7 separate regions of the Mus musculus genome follow, and regions 1, 3, 4, 5, 6 and 7 are each linked to region 2. A link is a contact called in public HiChIP or PLAC-seq and promoter capture Hi-C data. All regions are on one chromosome and are shown on one strand. Each heading gives the region's core, a stretch centred on a gene start, on an enhancer-like site or on the middle of the called end of the contact. The rest is flanking DNA. Distances are from core to core; before and after follow the strand shown.

Region 1 (2,823 bases), core at 197-2,696, 550 kb after region 2:
GTTTGAGGCCAGCATAGATTACATGAGAGAGACACACACATAGAGAGGCAGCTCATGCTGTATGTCTTGATAAGACATTGCTCCTAAAGATTCTGCTTAAACCATAGCCGGCATATGCACTCGAGTGTGTGTGCACACGCGCACACGCACACACGCACACACACACACCTCTTTCTATGAAACTGTTTAACTTTGAGCTGATACCAGTTTTTCATTTTTGTTTTGTATGTTATTTTTTTAACTTTTGAGACAGGGTCAGAGCTAGATAGTCTTGGCTGTCCTGGAACTCACTTTGTAGACCAAGCCAGGCTAGAACTACAGAGATCCATCTGCCTCTACTTCCCAGGCACTAGAACTAAAGGCATATATACCACCACTATTGCTAATGACTCTTTAGGATGAACTGTTTCAAAATAATTTATTTAAACCTCTCCATCTGGCATTTTAAAACACCTGGCTTCCTTTTCCCCAATGGACACACTTGTGCCCAGCCCCTCTCTGCTGCCCCCAGCTCTTTCCTCTGCAGAGCCTGTCTTCCAGTCGCTAGGTTAGATTAGAAGAAACCAAGTTTCCTTTGTGCATTTCAAGATATGGTTCCTCTGTGTAGCACTGGCTGTCCTGGAATTCGCTCGCTCAGAGATCCTCCTGCCTCTGCCGCCTGAGAGCTGGGATCAAAGGCGTGCCTTAGCGCACCGGGCTCCAAATATCCTTTTTAAGAAATCATGTCAGTACAAAAATCACCACCCTTAGGGAAATGGTCCTTAAGAGGGGATACATTTGAAACTTATCTATACAGATCTCAGTTGTTTTGTCTGTTTTGCCTTGTAAGTCCTTGAGTAAAAACATGCAGATTGGGCTGAAAACTTGTAGCTTTGTCCAGAACTAACTTAAGCTCTAAACAGTGATAACCTATCTTAACCACCCAGGCAATGCGCCTCTTTTCCAAGGGCCGTGCGTCCGGTCCATTCTCTCCCCCTTACCTGAAACCTCGGTGGGAAGCCTAAGCCTGCGGATGAGACAGCGACCGGGAAGCCAGGTCCCCTGAGAGTCCAGCCACCGGCGACCGGAGTACATGCGAAGCAGCCGCTGGGCTTGCGCCGCTCCCCTCACCGAGACGACGCAGCAGCAGGTGCGGGTCTGGGCTGCCGCAGAGCCCCGGGCGCGGACAGCGCGGGCATCGGAGGCCGGAGCCTGGGCGAGAACCGGATCCTCAGCGGCGGGGTCCGGGCCAGCCCGGGCCGCCTCGGGACTCGCCTGCGGAGGGCCCCTCTCGGGCCGGTGCCGGTAGTGGAAGCACAGGAAGCCTCCGCCGCGCTGTTCCCGGAACTGGCTAAAGTAGCTCCGTAACTGAGCCGAGCGTAACACGGCAGGGATCCCGCTCACCACCAGGTAAACCGGCGACTCTTCGTCCAGCTCCCTGGGCGACGCCATCTTGGCCTGTCACATGATTGCTTGGCGTCCACTCTCGCGAGAGCACCACGTCTCGGATGCTGGAGTTTGGTCAATGTGGCATCGGTGACCGTTTGGTACTTGAAGTTTCGTTTTAATTGCTCTTGGGCCGAATCTGTGTTTCCAGCTCCACAGAAGATGGAAAACTCGTGCGATGGGCTGGGCTGTAGCTCAGTGATAGCTGGTCCAGCGTGTGAGAGGCTCTAAGGAGGAACCAGTGTAGAGCACCGGGATGCTGAGCGGGAGGTGGCGGAGGTCTGATGCAAAACTGGACTCTACAGTACCAACCCAGCCGGGCGTGGTGCCTCACGCCTTTAAACCCGGCACTTGAGAGTTAGAGGCAAGCAGGTGTGCGTGAGTTCAAGACCAGCCTGGTCAACATAGTGACTGAGACGGGGCTATGTCGAGAGAGCCTTTCTCAGGGCGCGGGACGGGGGAGATGAAGAGATGCCCCGGCAATTAAGAGCTTTCGCTGCTCTTACAGAATACTTGGATTGGATTCCCAGCACCCACGTACGAGGGAACTCTCCCATACGTAACTCGTTTCATGAGATTGGACACCCTCTTCTGACCTCTAGAGGCACATACGTGTTGCACATACATACATGCAGGCAAAATTCTCATGCACATAAAATTATCTGTAACAAACCGGGCGGTGGTGGCTCACGCCTTTAATCCCAGCACTCAGGAGACAGAGGCAGGCGGATTTCTGAGTTCGAGGCCAGCCTGGTCTACAGAGTGAGTTCCAGGACAGCCAGGGCTACACAGAGAAGTCTCGAGGGAAAAAAAAATTTTTTTTGGTTTGGTTTGGTTTTTTTGTTTGTTTGTTTTAGATTTATTTATTTATTATATGTAAGTACACTGTAGCTGTCTTCAGACACACCAGAAGAGGGCATCAGATCTCATTACGGATGGTTGCAAAGCAGTTGTTGGGATTTGAACTCCCGACCTTCAGAAGAGCAGTTGGTACTCTTAACCGCTGAGCCATCTCTCCAGCCCTCAAAAAGATTTTTTTTTAAATGTACAAATACATGCATAGACATCGAAAACTATTCCCAGAGATCATAGGCGAAAACCATATTGCCAGCTTCGGACGACCTCCGTACAAGGCGTTGAGTCCCTCACAAACAAACAGTATAGCTCTTGTGATTGTGTGCAGTGTTCAGGAAGGCCAGAGGAGGGCGTTGGAGCCTCTGGATCCATTTTTTTTTTATAAAGATTTATTTATTTACTATATGTAAGTACACTGTAGCTGTCTTCAGACACTCCAGAAGAGGGCATCAGATCTCATTACGGGTGGTTGTGAGCCACCATGTGGTTGCTGGGATTTGAACTTTGGACCTTCGGAAGAGCAGTCGGGTGCTCTTACCCACT
Region 2 (2,720 bases), core at 60-2,559:
CCGGGCTGCTGCCTCCTTAAAACAGAGCTTCCTGGTTGGTTTCCACCCTGTTATCGGGAGCCCAGCCTCCATGCTCACGGGTATTTTTCTTCGTAAAGTTTATAAAGTTATTTATATGACTCTTTGTTAAGTCGACTGGTTTGTATTGCCTATTTTGATTACAGAATAAAACATTTAACAAACACTCCGGTTTCCTAGTGCCTCCCAGCGTCCCCTGCCAGCCTGCCTGTGACTCTTTTGAAGTGAGTTTAGGCAGATCCAGTGTGGAGGCTCAGTCTTCCCACTTCTGCTCTGGGTGGCGACAGATTAGTCTCTGCCCACACTCCTGTGTTGCAGAGAGCAACCGCCGCCAGTTGTCACTACAAAGTTGCACACCTCTCAGAGGTCAGCAGCTTCTGGGTTTCTGTGGCTTTGAGGAAATGACTTCCCCAGAAGCAGACAGGCAGTTTGCCTCAGCAGGCAGCAGAATTGTGTTGTTCCTGCGCCATTATTTATGTAGCCCCAGGTCTACTCTTGGGGCCTATAGTGAACCTGACAGAGCTTGATCCACAGTTGGAATGGGTGCTGGACTCTCTTCCATCTCATTAGCTGAATTCTTAAAGTTCAAAGATGTGGGGTGTCATTTGCAATGTAAAGGTAGAGTTAAGTTGGGATCACCCCAAAAATAGCTGTGCCAAGGGCCAGTGCAAGCCAGGTTAAGTCGGGGCACCAGCCTTTGACTCCGCACACTAGCACGCTCGCTGTCCCGCAGCCTACTTCCTCCCCCTGGCTCCTGAAGGGTGTGAGCCGCTCCCCCACCCCCTCGCTTACAGCCACCACCCCTTTCTTGTCTGAGCCTGTTTGAGTGGAGAGGTGCTTTAGAGAAAATGTCCTGGCTGCACTGGCCCTCCCCGCCCTCCAGCGCCCCACCACAGCTTTCCCCCCGGCCCTTGCTGTCTAAGCTTGCGAACTGACCCGCCTTCCAAAGTTCCATACTGAGCTGTGCTATTAAGAGACCGGGAGACCTGGGTGGCACTGCTTTGGCCACTGAATGTACACAACCCGGGTAGACTGGGGAAAGCTTTTAACTGAACCGGTCCGCCTGCCTTCCCAGCTTTTTCTGCCTTTTAGCCGGTCCCCAGCATGGGGCTGAGGGGGAAGTGGGGGAGCCAAGTAGCTGCAGAGGACAGGGGTCCTCCCGGCTCCAGGCCACGGAGCAGGGCGGGGTCATGCAGGCCCCGCCTTACCCGCCTGCGCAGCTCATTGGTCCCGAGAGCAGTGACTCGCGGGCGGAGCAGGAAGGAAACCGCTCCCAAGCGCGGCGGCGGCAGCGTAGTTCCTAGCCGTGCAGCTGCCGCTCCCACCGTCCCTCAGTTGGTCTGTGTCCCCCGCCTGCAGCATGAGTGGCCTGCGCGTCTACAGCACGTCGGTCACCGGCTCCCGAGAAGTAAGTGTGTGCCTGGGCCGGCGCCCGGAGAGGGTGGGCCGTCTCTGTGCTCCGACCAGCGCCCGGGAGCCGCCCCCACGATGGAAGCAGTGAGGTGCGGGGTATGGCCTCCCAGGTCTGGTCCAAGGGCTGGGCCCAGCCTGAACCCCCGCACCAAGGGCCCCTCGGCATCCCCAGCGTGAGCTGCCCACGCTCATTCCCCCAGTATAGGGCCATCCATTCTCTTGCACCAACCCCCGACCGCTTTAATCCCGCTTCCTCTCCACTGTGCGGCTGTGGAGGAGGAGATGTGTCTTGTAGAGAGGGCCTGCCCCTCGCCGAGTCTAGCTTCCCTGTCATGCACAGAACTTGCCCGTCTTCTTTCTGAAACTCTAGTAGTTTACCTGTCTATCCTTGGACCCTTCCCATCCCTTAGTGGCCAGAACCTCCCCTCAGAGTGGGCAGGATAGAAGCTGTTGCTCACACCCGAAGGAATTCCTCCCACAAATCCTTCAGCTTGCCTGCCAACCCTGTCAATCCTCCGCCCCTAGATCAAGTCCCAGCAGAGTGAGGTGACCCGCATCCTAGATGGGAAGAGGATCCAATACCAGCTAGTGGACATCTCCCAGGACAACGCCCTTCGAGATGAGATGCGAACCTTGGCTGGCAACCCCAAAGCTACCCCACCTCAGATTGTCAACGGGAACCACTACTGTGGGGTATGGGGTTTGGGTTCTGGGAGGTGTTGGAGGACTGCAGCCAGGGTCAGACCTGGGCAAACAACTGGGGTGCCCTGCACCTCGACTCAGGTGACTGCCTCCCTTCCTCAGGACTATGAACTCTTCGTGGAGGCCGTGGAGCAGGACACACTGCAGGAGTTCCTGAAGCTGGCCTGAGTCAGGATGGCCACCGATCCTATCCAGCTAGCTCTTCACCAGGCCTTGTAACCAACTCCTTGTCGTCCTAATCTGCAAACCCAGACCCAGACCCTTTCCGCAGCCGCCTCCTCTTCCTCCAGAGGCAACATTCCTTATTCACCAACTAGTCTCAAAAGATTGTCTTAAGCCCTGACGATGGCTGTCCCCAGCCACACCTTGGGGCATCCTCTCTGCCTGGCCCTGTCTGATGAGCATTTCTGTTGCTTCCATCAGCCAGAGCTCTGCCAAAGGCCCCGCATCCCCATCCTAGGAGTGCCCTAGAGACAATTAAATGTCCATTCCTCTGGTGCTGACTGCTTGTGGTGTCCGGGTCCCTGCCTGGCAGAGGCAGATAGTTCTGGTGGTGTTTGGACTGTCCCAGGGCTGCCGCTGCGTGT
Region 3 (2,700 bases), core at 71-2,570, 850 kb after region 2:
GAGACTCATTTCATGGAAGCAAACCTTCTCAAAAGCATAGCTTTTGCCTTCCCTAAACATTTGTCCACACCTTCTGTTGGCTAATAGTCTTAGGTGATGAGGAATTGAATCTAGCTGTACTAAGCCATAGCTTCTAGCCAGAATGAAGTGCTTAGCCCCTATCTGACAGGTCTGCTTCACCTGCAGAAACAATATGCCTGAGTATGGAAAACAACCCCCACTCTGGTCCCAGTCAAACCATACACACACACACACACACACACAAAGAGGAGCTGTAACATATATATATCTCCTCCAGCCCGCTGTTCCAATAAAACAGTCTCAGTCTCAGCCTGTTGAAACAATCTGTTTGCCTTTCTGCCTCATTTTTCTTACACCTTCCTATAGCCTGGTTCCCTTCTTGTCTTCCAAACCCATCCCACCCACTCCTCACCGCATAACATTCCACTTCCATGTCTCTCTGATTATCCCTCTGAAAAATCAAAAGATTCCAAGACTGGAGCCTGGCCACTTTGTGTTCTTGAGTGTGATCTTAGACAAGTGCTAACTGCCGAGTTTTCTATAAAGCAAAAAAGGACCTGGCTTAGTGATGTACCCTTTTAAATCCCAGCACTTGGGAGGCAGAGTTAAGAGTTCAATGTCAGCCTGGTCTACATAGTGACAGACAGGGCTACATAGTGAGACCCTGTTTCAAAACAAAAACAAACATGTGCCCCAAAACACGAACAATAAAGAGATTTAGATAAGTCTTGGATGATATTCTCTACTGCACATAGTGACCTCAAGTTTCCTGTCTTGGCACTTCTGCATCCGTGCTCTCCCCAGGCCCAAGGCTGCTCCCTCCCATACACACCAAGTGTACGTGTCTCCCATACACACCAAGATTTTAGTTTGACCTCCCTTTTTACACCATCACGTAACAGACTATTATGTAACTCATGCCACAGACTAAAAAGGACAAAGGAAATCTACAAAGACTTGCGTTTGAATCGTTGCTCACTTCATTTCTAAGAGCCTTTGTCTCTGATTTGTTTTCTGGGGGAAACAACTAAATTTGCACGTCTAATCAGTTTATAGACAGTAGTACCAATGAATATCACATGCTTGGCACCTAAGAAGTGATCAATAAAGAGTGCCTGCACCACGTGCCGGCATGCGGAACCGCGGTTGGTTGTGGGTTCCCGGGGCTCGACTGAGAGCTTCCTGAGGTCCACGGAAATGCTCCGCTACAAACACGGGAAAGAGGCTAAACTAGCCGGGCCCAGAAGGACAAGGCTCCAATTCCCCGGGGGAAGATCGACCGAGAGGACACTCCGCCTCCCGGAAGTGATGACACAGGGGCGAGCGGCGGCGCGGTCGGCCTTCCCGAGCGGGACGCGCGCGGGATGGCGGAAGCGGAAGGGAGTTCTCCGCTTCTGTTACAGCCGCCGCCGCCCCCTCCTCGGATGGCGGAAGTAGAAACGCCGACGGGGGCCGAGACGGACATGAAGCAGTACCACGGGTCCGGTGGCGTTGTCATGGACGTGGAGCGGAGCCGCTTCCCCTACTGCGTGGTGTGGACACCCATCCCGGTGCTCACGTGAGTGTCTTCCGATGTCAGCGCGAAGTCGCCGAGGGCCCGAGCATCCTCCGGGGTGCCATGCTAGCTTTTTTTTCCCCAGACTTGCAGCAACCCGTACTCCGGGCCAGGCTAGCCCCCAGTCCCCTAGAGCTCTCGTCACCTATGAGGTGCGCGGTCCCCTTGGATGTGGGGCATAGTTCCGGCCCTGGTTCCCCCAGGTCTAACTGGAGAGGAGGAGAAGTGTAGATCAGCAGCAAAGATCTGGTCATTAGCACGCCCTTAAGCTGCAGGCGTACAGAAAAGACCCTTAATCATTGTCTGAAGAGGCATCGTCATTCATTCCCCGTTGGTTTTTGTTTTTGTTTTTTCACTCATTGAGCAAACGAGCGCGTACTTGTCGTCTGTTATGCACAAGACGTTTCGCCTTTAGAAACAGAACTGAGTGTTTGATCGAAGCCACACTGGTTCGTGGAATGTCAGCATTGGGAGGTCCGTGCTGGCGTTTTTCCCCCTACATCATTTGAGTTACAAAGCAGTCTCAGCGACCTAGGTATCTGCCTCCCAGTGGAAGAATGCAGCTTACAACCCTCCTACCTTAATCCTAACAGTCTGGACAGTTTACAAGCTTTATTTTCTGTAGTAGAAATCCCCTTCCCCCATGGGGAAGCTGAGTTCCTTTGTAACATCGTCTTGGTCCGTTGACTATCCCAGCAAGAAGATATTCAGAAGCCAGTTAGTTCACTGACTATATATAACTCATCTTTCAGCTGTGGCATCCTACCTCTCACCTGAGGAGGTACTCTTTTCTTTCCTTCTATCAAAATCAGCTACCAGGCACGGGGATCCATACTTTTAACCATAGCACTTGGAGGCAGAGGCAAGCAGATGTCTGTGAGTTGGAGGGCAGCCTGAATTATATGGTAGGAGTTCCAGGCCAGCCAGGCATGTATAGTGAGCCCCAATCTCAAACAAACAAACAAACAGAGCCAAGTTGTGTGGAGAAGGAATATTTTTAGTCTCAAATGTTTCTGATCTTCAAATCATTTTAATCTTTCGATTTTGTATTTATTTATTTTATTGGTTTTGACTGAGACATGAGCTTGATATGTAGCCCTGGCTGGTCTGGTATTTATTTCGTA
Region 4 (3,032 bases), core at 511-3,010, 650 kb after region 2:
TAGTCCCAGCTACAGAGGAAGCTGGGGGCAGGAGGATCATTTGAGTTTCATAGGTGCCTGGACAAAACATAGGAGGACCCTAATCTCAAAACAAAACAAGCTGAAGCCATTTACTAATAATCCAGGCAACGTCAGGGGAGCATGGAATGCCATAGCCAGCCCCACTGGGACAGCCAGTGAGTCAGCCCTCGAGAATCCATCCCCACACCCTCCACCTCATTCCCCGTTCCTAGGGAGGGAGGGCAAGACTGACCGTCCCCCAACAGCCACCCTCCCTCTCTGTGGAAGGCTGTAGTAAGGGGGTGGGGAATGATAAAGCCCAGCTTTACCTGGCTTGTGTGGAAAGACCATGATTGACAGGAACACACAGGAACTAGCACTAGCTAACTTTTCTGGGTTTCATTATACAGGGACTTCAGGACTAGATGTTGAGTTTGGGAATCTGGGGAGTGGGGTGGGATGGGGATGGGGGGGGAGAGGAACTGTTGATCAGATACCATCTGTTCCTGGGGAGCTCCAGGACTCCCTCCCTGAACCTGACCTCCACCTCACTGGATAGCCTTTGGTAGGTAGCTCACCCTCCCACCCGAGGCCTCAGTTAGAATGGGGTATAAGAACGGGCATCCTCTGGTATTTCAGAATTCCACAGTGCTCGGGCTGTATGCAGAAAGAGCAAGTTTGGGGTCTTGCAGGGTTAGGTTAAAAGAGCTGTAGTTTGATGGGGGAGGGGGGCAGCTGCCAGAATCTGATCCTCAGGAGGGAGATAGTGTTTTGGGGTCTGAACCTTGGGCCGGCCTTCATTCTAGCCTTAAGGGAGAAGGAACCCCTAAAATGGAAATTTGATGCTATCTTCAAAGGGGTGAGGTCTCCGGTCTGGCCGCAACACGTGGGAGGTTGGGAGCTTTCCCAGGAATTTCTGGGCTGTTTCACCTAGCCAAGGCTTCTTGAGCTAAGGGTTGTGGGAACACAAGGGCAGAGTGCCCTAGAACCCTGAGGGTGCAGGAGGTCCAAGGATGTGAGGTAGAAGAAGAAAAGCTATTCTGGAACCAGGTACACACCCTCCTCACTGGCGACTGCCAGGGCGATGTCCCATCTAGTGCCTCCTCCATCTCCACCCCATTTCCCAGCCAGGGTCTTGGTGAGTGGTTCCCAAGGGAATAAGAGGTCCCCAGAACGGCAAGCAGGCAAGCTCAGCAGGGTGCAGGAAGAGCTGAACTAGTAGTCGGGTTCCTGTTTCTTAGTTTCCCTAGCTTCCCGGCCAGTCATAGACTCCAGGTACCTTGCAGCAGAGCACCACCCCACCCCCGACCCTGCCAGGGTCCCCCTCACCTGCACGATCTGCTGGGGCTGCACGCTCAGCGTGGGGAAGTTGCCTCGTCCGTGAATGGGGATCGGCTCTTTCAGCAGCGCGTCCAGCCGCTTCACCTGTGGCCAGCTCAGCCGACTCTGGTGCCGTCCCAGGGAGGCCGAGGAGGCCTCCGGGTCCGGGCCGCCGCCGGCCGCCCCAGCCGTGGCCACTGCCGAGGCTGCACCGGTCCCCACCTGCGCAGCTGGCTGCTCCAGGCTCTCAGCTCCACTCTCCGACGGCATCATTCACCCGGCCCCGGTGCCTGGACGGCAGAAACCCGGGAATGGTGAAGGCGAGGAGGGCAGGGAGAGTGGCTGTGCACGGGCCAAGGCGGGGTGCGGGGACCCGGCGGCGGCGAGGCAAACCCAGGGAACACCCCCGACGGCAGGGAGGACTAACAGATCTTAGAGCCAGGCGGCTCGGGCCCAGCTGACACTTATAGGCCGCGGGCCGCACGCCCATTGGTCAGCACAGCTGTCACACAGCAGGAGATGCCCTCCTCTTGTCCCTCCCCCTATCACGGGCCAACACAGTTTTGCAAGGGAATCGCTGGCTCTCAGGAGTTTCTGATTGGCTGAAAGGCACGCCCCTTCCCCGCCCCCTCTCTCGGACCGAATTCCCTCCTTTGGTCTTTAAAGAAGCTGCTGCTTGCGATTGGCCCGAGCCTGCCGGGACTTAGAGGGACAGCGCCCTCCAGCGGCAGAAGTCGAGGGAGGTCTGTGTAGAGTAATGTTGCCGTGTTGACAAGGCGGCCCGGCCGCTTTCTAATTTATTCCTTTGATTGGCCCTTCGAATTACCGCATGCCTGGCGTACCTGTTCCATCTTAGGTGAGGTGAAATCTGCTTAGAGAGAGGGCGTTATTACCCATCATCATGTAGCATGTGAGTGTCAGTTATGGTCCTGATGGAGGTTTAAAGATCTATGTAGCTCTTTGCTCCATCTGGGCCCACCCAGGGTTTTTCTGGGATGGATATTACTATTTTTTTTCTCTTTCTCTCTACAGATCATAGAGGCCGAGGCTTATTGCTACTTTTGAATCTTATCCCCTCCTCCTTTTCAGATTTTAAATATATGTGTCATGGGCAGGAGGGAGAATCGAAATCGAATCGCCCTGTTCATCGCCGCAGTATTTTTTTCTTGTCATTCTCGTAATAATAATATAGCAAATTCTGTAGCCTTCCATTTTCCTAAAAGGCAGACTAAGGATTAAAAGACAGGGAAGAAGAATCCAGGACTTAGAAACAGCTACTATACCCCAGTTTCTGTCAGGGCACAGCTTGACCTGCCTCAAACCAGAACACACATTTCTTCTTTCTGAAAGCCGGCCCCAGCCTCAGGCCACTCTAAAAACCCCTGGAGGAGGCCCCGTGTGTTCCACCAGATGTGTAACCCCAGCATTCCAGTGGTGTGGGCAGGAGGATAAGACGTTCAGTTATCCTTGTCTGCCTGTTGAGTTCTGGGTCAGCCGGGGATATACAGTGAGACCCTGTCAACAACAACATCAACAGGCTGGAGATATAAAGCGCTGACCAATTGCTCGCCTAGTGTGCCGGAGACCCAGGCTTCAACCTCTGGTGCCACAAAACGAGGGAAATAAAAATGAGATCTTTGACTGAGTTGTCTCTGAACTCTAGATCCCCGAGGCTACTGATGAAAGCGTTTGAGGTCCAGGCATAATACTCT
Region 5 (3,082 bases), core at 276-2,775, 640 kb before region 2:
AATCTAACCCAGAGACAGTGGTCCAGGAGAGCTTCCTGGAGAAGGTGGGTGGATTTTTGAGGGCAGGGGCAGGAGTTATCGCCTCTAACTCCAGTCACACAGGACAGCTCCATGGGAAAGGTCTTCTTGCCTCCTTTACAGCTGAAACTTATAATGGCCAGACCATGCCCCCCACTAGGATTCCCACTGAGGCATCACTCTCTGACTCTTGGGGAACCACAGGTATGTCGTGTCTCCTGCTGTAAAGGAGGCTATGGCTGGCTGTACTGTCCACTCAGGCGGAGCACTTGGAACAGACAGGAGGTTTAGAAAGAGTGGAATGTGAGCCAGGCCTCCTTGGGCAGCTAGAGCACACAGCATGTGTGTCTCCCAGCCAGAAGAGATCTGCTGGCTTCTGAAACTAGCCAGAGGTCACAGCTGCGCTGCTGAAGCCCAGCTTCTGGAAGCCAGGTAGTGAACGCCAGACTCCTTTGGGCACAGTCTGAACCAAGGGTTAGCGGGTTTTTTGGTTTTTTGTTTTGTTTTCTTGGTTTTTTTTTAATAGTTAGAATTCTTTGTTATTTGGGTTTTCTGAGACAAAGTTTCACTCTATACCCCAGGATGCCTTGGAACTTGCAGGAATCCTCCTGCTTCAGCTCCATGAGCGCTATGATTACCGGTCTGAGCCATCGCTCCTGGCTCTAGAGTTAAATTACCAGCTTCCTGGGGCTGGAGCAGGTGCTGCCTTGGAAACAGGCTAGAGCAAGGCTACACACCGAGGGCCTGCCCAGACAGGCCGGTGGGTGCACTACAGATAGGATCACGCTTCATTTGACAGATATCATGACTCAGAGCAGGGAAGGACAGCCTGGGTCACACAGCATGCCTGAGTCTGCGTCTAAGGTTGCAATGTCCCTGAGACTGTGGGGGCAGAGGACAGCTAAGAAAGCTGCTAAGGGCATCTACCAATACACTCCCGATCCTTCCCAGCAAAATTCGCGGCCTTCATTCCCTCGTTCAAAGACTCCCATTGCTTTGGTGCGCCCCTCACTCATATTTATTTAATTATTTACATTTATTTTGTGTATGTAAGCAATGGGGGAGGTGCCACTGTTAGCGCCAGGAGGTCAGAGGACAATTTGCAGGAGTTGATTCTCTTCTTCTACCGTGTTGTCTCCGGGATCATTGTCAAGCTTGGCGGCAAGTGCCTTTATCCACTCGACCCTCTCCTTCCCATCTATCGTTTTTTTCTTTCTCTTATTTTTGAACAAGACCCTTATCGTTCTACCTTTCACTCTTCCCATCGGTGAAACGGTATCCAGGTGCCTTTTAGCTGAGCTATCTAGAAGGCCATGGGATCCCGTAGCTAGAGAACGGGGAAAGGCGCTGGGCTGGGAGCCTTGGTGGGTTCTGAGTTTAGGAACACCGCGCGTGCAGCCTCGGAGCCGGTCCAGGTCCGGGAAGGGCGGGGTTGCGCTCTAGGGGCGTGGCGGTGGGCGTAGCCCCTCCGGCCCCGCCCCTAGACGTCGCGGGGAGGGCGGGGGAGGAGCGCAGCGGGCGCGCGCCGCCTGGCCCGGCGGAAAGTTTTCCTGGAGGAGTTTTGGCGGCGGTAGCGGCGTCAGTGGCGGCGGCGACAACCGGAGCGGGCCATGGACGCGCTCAAGTCGGCGGGGCGCGCGCTAATCCGGAGCCCCAGTCTGGCCAAGCAGAGCTGGGCGGGCGGCCGGCACCGCAGTGAGTGTATGCGCCCCGGGTCGGGCCTCCGCCGAGCTCCGGGCCAAGGTGGACTGGGTGGCTTCGTCCCGCCCCGCGCGGCGGGGCCGGGGGTCATGTCCGGCTGCACGTCTGGGGCAGGTCGACAGGGATCAGGCTTAACTCGGGGTCCCCAGGTGTGGCGCGAAGGGGACGTCTAGAGCCTCTCTACCCACTCCAGCACAACCTACAGGGTCCCCTCTGGACGCTGGAGTTTCGCAGGTCCCTGCCTCGAGGGGCGATCCCAGCCCGGGTGCCATTCAGGGTCCCGCTTCCTCCCCTCTGGACGCGTCCAGGTGGCGAGGCTGGAGCCCAGGCTATTTACAAACCCTGTTTTCCTCCGTACTTTTCCTTGGGGGCTGGTCCGAGTCCCTGGGCACCTAGGCAAAAGGCAGACTCAGACTCGCTGCCATTTCTCCCGGGAGTCTGGAAGGGTGGAGAGGAGCCTCCCCCAGCCACCTCTCGGGTTACTTTCGGAGAGCCGTCACCTGGCACCCTCCCCCGAGGCCTGAGAAACCTAGCTTAGGTCCCTCCTCCCTTTTCATTCGCGTGGGATGATCACCCAGGCCTTCCCTTTCTGATGTGAAGCCAAAGTACCCGGGCTCGCGGCACACCCTCACCTGCCACCTACCTGGGGCCCCCCACCTCTCCCACTAACAGTACCCCCTCCCCGCCCCCAGCTTCTCGTCAGCACCTTCCCTTGCCGGGCTCCACCAGGGGAGCCCGAGTTTCCTAGTCCCTGGAGCGCCAGCGTGTCTGGGCCTCGGGAGCCCGCCCTGCCCCTCCTCATTCCCACTGTGGTGTTCCAGTTGTGGGCTCCTCCTAGCCCTGACTGGCATCGGGAACGCGTGCTGGTGCCTACTGGCGGGGGTGGGGTCAGAGGCCCCTTGGGCAGGGCATGTACTGACTTCCACACTTAACTACCAAAATAGCCCTTCAAAAATTCGTGGGATGTGACCAGGGCTTCTGAGTGTGACCTTCTCTTCCAGTGGACGAACCCTGTGGTTTTTCTACTGGGACAAGAGAGAGAAGGGTGGGTGGGGAAGAGGTCTGAAGGGGAGGGAGCCAGGAAGCAGGGGATGAATCTAGGGCATCAGGGTACATTTTGGATGGTGAGAAGTTTCCCTTCCAGCTCCAGCCTTAAGGCCGATCACTTGTTCTTAGTGATTCTGTTTCCTATCCTGGAAAATAGGGATAAAATTCCTGCGGGGCTGGGGATGTGTGTGTTGTGTTTGGTAGGATGCTTGCCTTAGCTTGCAGGAAGCCCGTGGTACTTTAAGTTCTTGGTTCCAGTATCGGCACTAAACAAATCAGGTGTAGCGGTTCGTGTCTGTACTCCCAGAACTAGGGA
Region 6 (2,704 bases), core at 125-2,624, 1.0 Mb after region 2:
AAAGAAAGGCTACACTTGAACACAGGCAGGCCATTGAAACTTTAGCCCCAAGGAACCCAAAGAAATTATACAACAGATGGATAAATTCTCCCTCCCAATAAAATGTAGCCTTTGTACAGAGGAGAGAAAGACACTCTGATGACACCACCTGGAGTCAAAACTCATGTCTCTATACAACAAATATTGGTGACACCTGCCTGGGACTCAAACGGAATCCTCTGCTGTCCTGACACACTTCGAAGTGATTTTTAACACTCAGAAATGGCCCTTCCTTAGTCACAAAGCAAGAAAAGGAGATGGGCTTATAATTAATAATCCTGAGCTTAAGACCTAGCCTGTCTCCACACCAAAAGTGAAATCAACTCTCCAGGCTAGACCCCTCCCTCCATTTATGACAAAGCAAACTTTGTAAGAGAACACTAACTTATCCCTGCGCGCCCGGTGCTTCCCAGAGGAAACACCCTCACTTTGGTAAGTGCCACACGTTCCGGTGTCACCCTGAGCAAGTTACTTCTCTGAAACCTACTTGACTTCCTCACCAGTAAACTTACAAGGACAGCTGGAAAAACTAAACAAGCACTTATACCTAAGGTTTGGCACATAGTAGGACAACCATTAACATTTTCCTTGGCTTTCTTCCTCTTCAGTGCTGGGCTTAAACGCCAAGGGTAACCCCTGATCTCTGAATCTATGAACATTTCCTCATCTCAAAGGACCACAGGACTTAGCCCTTCCCTGTCACGATCTGGGTAGCACCCATGCATTGGTACCAGTGGCCCGTAAGCCAAGGCTCCTTTCTGTAGGGCTCATTCTGTGCACATGTGCGCGTGCTCACACACTCCTCCACAATGTCCCTACCCCCAGCCTAGCAGCCAGGGTCCCCAAAGAGCACCTCAATTACTTTATGGTCCAAATATGGAAACTGAGGCTCAGCCTGGAGATGAACTTGTCCAGGAGCTCGGGGAGTTGCTGAGACCCAATTCACAGGCTTCGGTGAAGTCTATTTACAAATGGTAAACTGAGGCCCGAAGACGGAAGTGACTTGCTCAAGAACACACAGTGGGTTGGTGGTAGGGCCACTTTCGCCGACCCTCCCTAGTCTCCGAAGGGCACTCTGGGTCACCACCACCCCTGAGGTGTCGCCACGGCGCTGACAACACACGAGCCGCACCAGCGACCGTCAGAGCAGACACCCGGTGCCACCGGACCCTTGCAGGGGTGGCCGGGCCGGCGCTCGCCTCTCACAGCCGGGCGCGCCCAGGGGGACTTGTTGCTCACCTGACCTCGCGCAGTCGCCCTCAGCGACATGAAGGGCTGGGCAGCCGGTCCGCGTCCCCACGGAGAACGCTCCAGCCTACTGCTTCGCGGGCTGCTACTCAGCCGGACGCCCCCCTCAGCGCGCTACGCCCCCAGCCGCACTCCACCGGCCTGAGTCCGCCATTACGCGATTTCCCCGCCCCGGGACGCAGCCACACCCCGCCAACCGTTCTGATTGGCTCCCTGCCCCACCCGCCCGGAGCCCCCAGCTATCCCATTGGTCTGAATCCAATGCCAATTAAATAAGTACGCAAAAGACGTATTCAAAGGTAGTGTCCCGGGAACTCCACCCGAGCGACTTCCGCAATCGGAGTAAACAGAGGCGAGGACAAACCAAGTGAAGTGGAGATGGGACTAAAGGTACATCGACGCCCAAGTTTAAGTACAAAAATATCTGCTAAGACAGGGAAAGACCTCGGCTAACATGTATTGAAACACGATTTATTTTTATTAGAGTCCAGAGAGCCAGCCTGTTTTTTGTGTAAAGAACAGGCCGAGCCTATGAACTTTCTGTAGACACCCCTCAAGTGGCAGATCGTTCTGTCCCTTCACGCCTTGTCCCAAGCGGGACCGAAAGTCGGGTGGGGGCGAGTGAGTCATAGGCTTCAGCTCACCCCAAAGGATAGGTATTCGGGTGAAGCTGGCATCCTGAGATTGGGAGCTAGTTCTGAGAGGCCACTGTCAGGTGAGCCAAACACCTGTCACTTCACTCTGCAACTTCGGACAACTGCTGCCTACCTAGTTCTCACTTTGTTCTACAAAATAGATGCAGTAGGCCCTGGCACGTCCCAGTCCATGAAGGTGGGCAGTTTGAGAATACACTCCCAAGTGACTTATAGAATACAAAATGCTGCGGCTGGGTGACAACGTGACGAGTCCGGCTTAGCACATTTAGTATACTAGAGCATCTCTGTAGAGCAGGTATTGGCCTCTTGTGGAAGAATGGATCTTAGGCAGGCTTTGTTACCGCCACGTCTGCCTCCCTCTTTGCTTCCTTTCAAAAAGGGTGCACGGTGTGAGGGCGGTGGGGTGGAGGTCACGACACGACACGGCTCAGTCAGTAAAGTGCTGCTTTGAAAGAATGAGGACCTGCGTTTGAGAACTCAGATTCCAAACAAAGCCTAACAGGCCCGATGATACTGACTTCGCAGCGCTGGGGAGGCAGAGACAGGCAGAGCTCTAGCTCACAGGCCCAGCCTAGCCTAGCCTGCTCCTCCAGACTGGGCCAATGAGAGAGCCAGTTACTAAAACCAAGGTAAAAGTTGCCTGAAGAACAGCACCTGAGGTGATTCTCTGGCCTGCACTGGTCCATCCTCACATACAACATACACGCACACATACAACACCCTGAATACTTGATACAGTTTTCCCGCAGCCACCCAGCTAG
Region 7 (2,958 bases), core at 71-2,570, 890 kb after region 2:
GGATACAAGGCTCTCTGACTCGGAGATAAACAAATAGGGATGAGGTGGAGCATCCGGTAGGTGGGAAAGAGAGGAATAGCTATCTTCCGACCTCACCCTTGGACTCCCTGTATCTCCTCTAGACCCACCCCTGCCCCACCCATTTTCTTTCGACTCCTAGTCTCCAAATACAATCCCTTTCTCCTATAATCCAGTCCCGAAGAGTTGCCTCAGTACTTCCTTTCCCGCCCCTTTAGTCCCATGTGGGATGTAGTATGCTAGGACTTATCAACCCCAATCCTGCAGAGATGGCCCCTTGCCATAGACCGAACTTCCGTCTCAGGCCTGATTCACCCTCAAAAGTCCAACGTGAGATCATCCTGAAAAAGAGTTCTCCCGCTTACGCAGGGAAGCGCAGCTCTGCCCCTCCCTCAGCCCCGCCCCTCCCCAGCCCCGCCCTTAGAGTTCGCCTGCTCCGCCCCACCTGCTTGGCACCACGCTCACCGAAAGATACTTAAACTCCGGAGCCAGGCCTGAATCCCCAGATCCAGCCTCAAGCCCATCACATCCATAATCCACTAAATGCCCTGTCGTTACTGCCTTGTCTCAAGTTCGGCTTTAGTTTACCGTAAATTCCCTAGACCTGGTACCCACACCCGCCCCGTCAGGGTTCTAAAGCTCCGCCCCTTGCCCCGCCCAGACTCAAGCCCCGCCCCGAGACGCTCACCCGCGTTGTAGAAGGAGTCCAGCGCAGCGGTGTCGCCTAGCGCCAGCGTCGCAAAGGGTAGGCTGCGTAGCTGCGGGGGTGGCCGTGTGCCCTGGAGCTGAGCGCAGGCCTCGCGCAGGCATCGCAACGGCAGCGGCTCTGCCTCGGTTCCCGACCCGGGCTCCACCCCGAGCCCCGGCTCCCGGGTCAGCACGTAGACCACACTGAGAGGCCGGCTCCGCGCGCAGCCCCGACCCGTGACCGCAGGAGACGAGCGGCCCCGGCTCAGCGCCTCCGCCAGCGGGTCCTGCCAGCAGCTGCCCGCCCGTTCTAGAACCCCGGCCCCAGGACATGGCCCCGCCATGCGGGGGCGCTCAAGCGCGGGGCCCCGGGCGCGGGGAACCCGGGACAGGGCACGAGGCTGAAGGTGTGGATCCAGTCGGGATCCGGAGATGGGCTGGACGTCCTGTTCCGGAACTCTTAAGTCCAGAAAGACTTCTTTGCTCAATCTTTCACGGTCCTTACAGATCTGCAATCCAGGACTGGGTTCTGGGAATCTGGGGTACCCAGTAATCCTCGGCTCACAGGTCACAGAAGAGTCCTGGGAAGTCAACCGGCAGCGTGCTACACCCAGACTTCTCAAGGGAGCGCTGGCAGTCACTCTGTCCTGCCCTCACATGTAGGCTGGGCCCAGCCCTTTCCCGACTGGGAAAGGCTCCACCCTCGGCCCTGGGGCAATGAGGCTCCCCAGCGGCTCTCCCTCCCTCCTCTCCGGCTAGAACCTCTGACACTGTCCACTTCCGGAACAGCCTGTGCCCCTATTCGGGCCAAACACTGTTGACTGCTTACTGCAAGCGCTCGTAAGACGTGTGCCCAGCCCAGGGATAGGAAACAGGACAGCCCCGCCCTGCAGGGACCTGGTAAATGAATGGACACTGGGCGGGGGAAGGACGGGGGAGCAAAACATTGTGTAGGCGGCACATGTAATGTTCCTGCTGGTAGGGGTCAGAATGTTGACAAGCGCTTTCCTCAGAGCCTCTCTTGCAGTGAAACCTTGTGGACCTTATTGGTCCACCCGAAACTTGACCATGGAGCTGAAAAGCACTTCTACGGTAAACTTCCTATCTACCCTTTGAAGGAACTCCAGAAGTCTCCGCTTTTTGGGTTACAAGGTTATCCCGGCTTCAAATTCACCAAGAAGCTTTAACATCATAGTATGAATCTAAGTTGCTATAAACCTTAGAGGGCCCTGAACTTAGAAATGAGACTTTGAGACTCTGAGGTTAGGGCCATGTTTCATAATCGTTTATTATGGTAGGGCTTGGGCATGAGAGACAGCACAGCTGTAAAGACCACTTGCTGCTCTTTCAGAGGGCCCTGGTTTGGTTCCCAGCACCCACATGGTGGCTCACCATCATCTGTAACTGTAGGCCCAGGGGAGTCCTGGCACTCTCCTGACCTGCATAGGCGCCCAGCACATACATGGTGCACATATATAATTACAGGCAAAAGATGCACATGAAATAAAACTAAAACTTTATAAAAATAATATGTTGGGGCTTTGGACAAATGGACCTTTCAACAAACGGTAGGAAGCCTCTGTTTCACAGCCTTCTTGTCTCATGGAAGGAAAAAAATATATCTTCCTAGGTTTGAACCAATGGGATAGACGAGCAATAGAAAGGGAGAATGTGGCCCATTACAGAGGTTTGGGTAGAAAACACACTTACAAGAAACAAATGGGAACCAAGTGGTGGTGGCACATGTCTTTAAGCCCAGCACTCAGGAGGCAGAGGCAGGTGAATCTCTGAGTTCAAGGCCAACCTGGTCTACAGAGTTTCCAGGACAGCCAGGGCTGCTGAGTGAAACCCTGTCTCATAAAATCAACCAACCAACCAAACAGCAAACAAAGAGTGAGAGAAAGCTGTCCTCAGATGCATCCACTTTGGGCTTGGGGGCCCAGGAGGATTGCGAGTGGGTGGTTGAATCTCTCACCTCACTGCCCCCTAGCATTTCTTGCATCCTTCTAGGATCTGAAGCCCGGAGAAGTCCTACCCATTCGTCTTCCTGATTAGAAGTTCTTCCTTGAATGGAACTGAAGCTTGTGTCCCTGCCCTGTTTTCTATAGGTTTTCTCCTGAGTAAGAAAAGATTTGTAAAGTGTTACAAAGTGGCCCTGCAAGCAGAGGCAGTTGGCAGTGAGGTGGCCAAGGGATGGAAGCTGTAAGGAGTGACGATACCGACAATCGAGTGCTCTAGCAAAGCATTATGTGT

Evidence for each region. Promoter capture Hi-C pulls out the DNA fragments that hold promoters and counts their contacts. HiChIP or PLAC-seq counts read pairs in DNA pulled down with a chosen protein or histone mark.
Region 1: a contact with region 2 is called in a promoter capture Hi-C map of second pharyngeal arch cranial neural crest. The contact joins the promoter of Gpatch3 here to the promoter of Sh3bgrl3 in region 2. A contact is called at or near these places in 12 of 39 promoter capture datasets (3T3-L1-derived adipocytes, cranial neural crest, embryonic stem cells and 8 more) and 3 of 115 datasets of contacts at active chromatin or transcription factors (double positive thymocytes, embryonic stem cells and large pre-B cells).
Region 3: a contact with region 2 is called in a promoter capture Hi-C map of pre-B cells, with 2.0 times the contacts expected there. The contact joins the promoter of Tmem222 here to the promoter of Sh3bgrl3 in region 2.
Region 4: a contact with region 2 is called in a promoter capture Hi-C map of second pharyngeal arch cranial neural crest. The contact joins the promoter of Tent5b here to the promoter of Sh3bgrl3 in region 2. A contact is called at or near these places in 7 of 39 promoter capture datasets (cranial neural crest, hippocampal neurons, liver and 3 more) and 1 of 115 datasets of contacts at active chromatin or transcription factors (pancreatic cancer cells).
Region 5: a contact with region 2 is called in an H3K27ac HiChIP or PLAC-seq map of microglia, with 6 times the contacts expected there. The contact joins the promoter of Ldlrap1 here to the promoter of Sh3bgrl3 in region 2. A contact is called at or near these places in 4 of 39 promoter capture datasets (the 3T3-L1 cell line, liver and pre-B cells) and 1 of 115 datasets of contacts at active chromatin or transcription factors (microglia).
Region 6: a contact with region 2 is called in a promoter capture Hi-C map of liver, with 2.1 times the contacts expected there. The contact joins the promoter of Wasf2 here to the promoter of Sh3bgrl3 in region 2.
Region 7: a contact with region 2 is called in a promoter capture Hi-C map of liver, with 3 times the contacts expected there. The contact joins the promoter of Map3k6 here to the promoter of Sh3bgrl3 in region 2. A contact is called at or near these places in 4 of 39 promoter capture datasets (hematopoietic stem and progenitor cells, liver and neutrophils) and 1 of 9 other capture datasets (pancreatic islet).

The regions. Positions count from the first base shown.
Region 1 is chr4:133,573,368-133,576,190 of GRCm38.p6, reverse strand. Gpatch3 (G patch domain containing 3) reads right to left here and starts at 1,446. Exons shown (of 7, transcript NM_172876.2): 1 at 981-1,446. The coding sequence starts at 1,431.
Region 2 is chr4:134,127,322-134,130,041 of GRCm38.p6, reverse strand. It overlaps Sh3bgrl3 (SH3 domain binding glutamic acid-rich protein-like 3), which reads left to right and starts at 1,309. Exons shown (of 3, transcript NM_080559.2): 1 at 1,309-1,426; 2 at 1,957-2,124; 3 at 2,236-2,636. The coding sequence starts at 1,379. The coding sequence ends at 2,301. Cep85 (centrosomal protein 85) reads left to right here. Exons shown (of 14, transcript NM_144527.3): 14 at 1-184.
Region 3 is chr4:133,276,410-133,279,109 of GRCm38.p6, reverse strand. Tmem222 (transmembrane protein 222) reads left to right here and starts at 1,320. Exons shown (of 6, transcript NM_025667.3): 1 at 1,320-1,579. The coding sequence starts at 1,386.
Region 4 is chr4:133,478,861-133,481,892 of GRCm38.p6, reverse strand. It overlaps Tent5b (terminal nucleotidyltransferase 5B), which reads right to left and starts at 1,760. Exons shown (of 2, transcript NM_175307.6): 1 at 1,330-1,760. The coding sequence starts at 1,593. It overlaps Gm13257 (a long non-coding RNA gene), which reads left to right. Exons shown (of 3, transcript XR_390815.4): 3 at 1-416.
Region 5 is chr4:134,766,447-134,769,528 of GRCm38.p6, reverse strand. It overlaps Ldlrap1 (low density lipoprotein receptor adaptor protein 1), which reads left to right and starts at 1,525. Exons shown (of 9, transcript NM_145554.2): 1 at 1,525-1,713. The coding sequence starts at 1,629.
Region 6 is chr4:133,129,303-133,132,006 of GRCm38.p6, reverse strand. It overlaps Wasf2 (WAS protein family, member 2), which reads right to left and starts at 1,374. Exons shown (of 9, transcript NM_153423.6): 1 at 1,279-1,374.
Region 7 is chr4:133,239,180-133,242,137 of GRCm38.p6, reverse strand. Map3k6 (mitogen-activated protein kinase kinase kinase 6) reads right to left here and starts at 1,320. Exons shown (of 29, transcript NM_016693.5): 1 at 707-1,320. The coding sequence starts at 1,049. It also overlaps the pseudogene Fcnc-ps.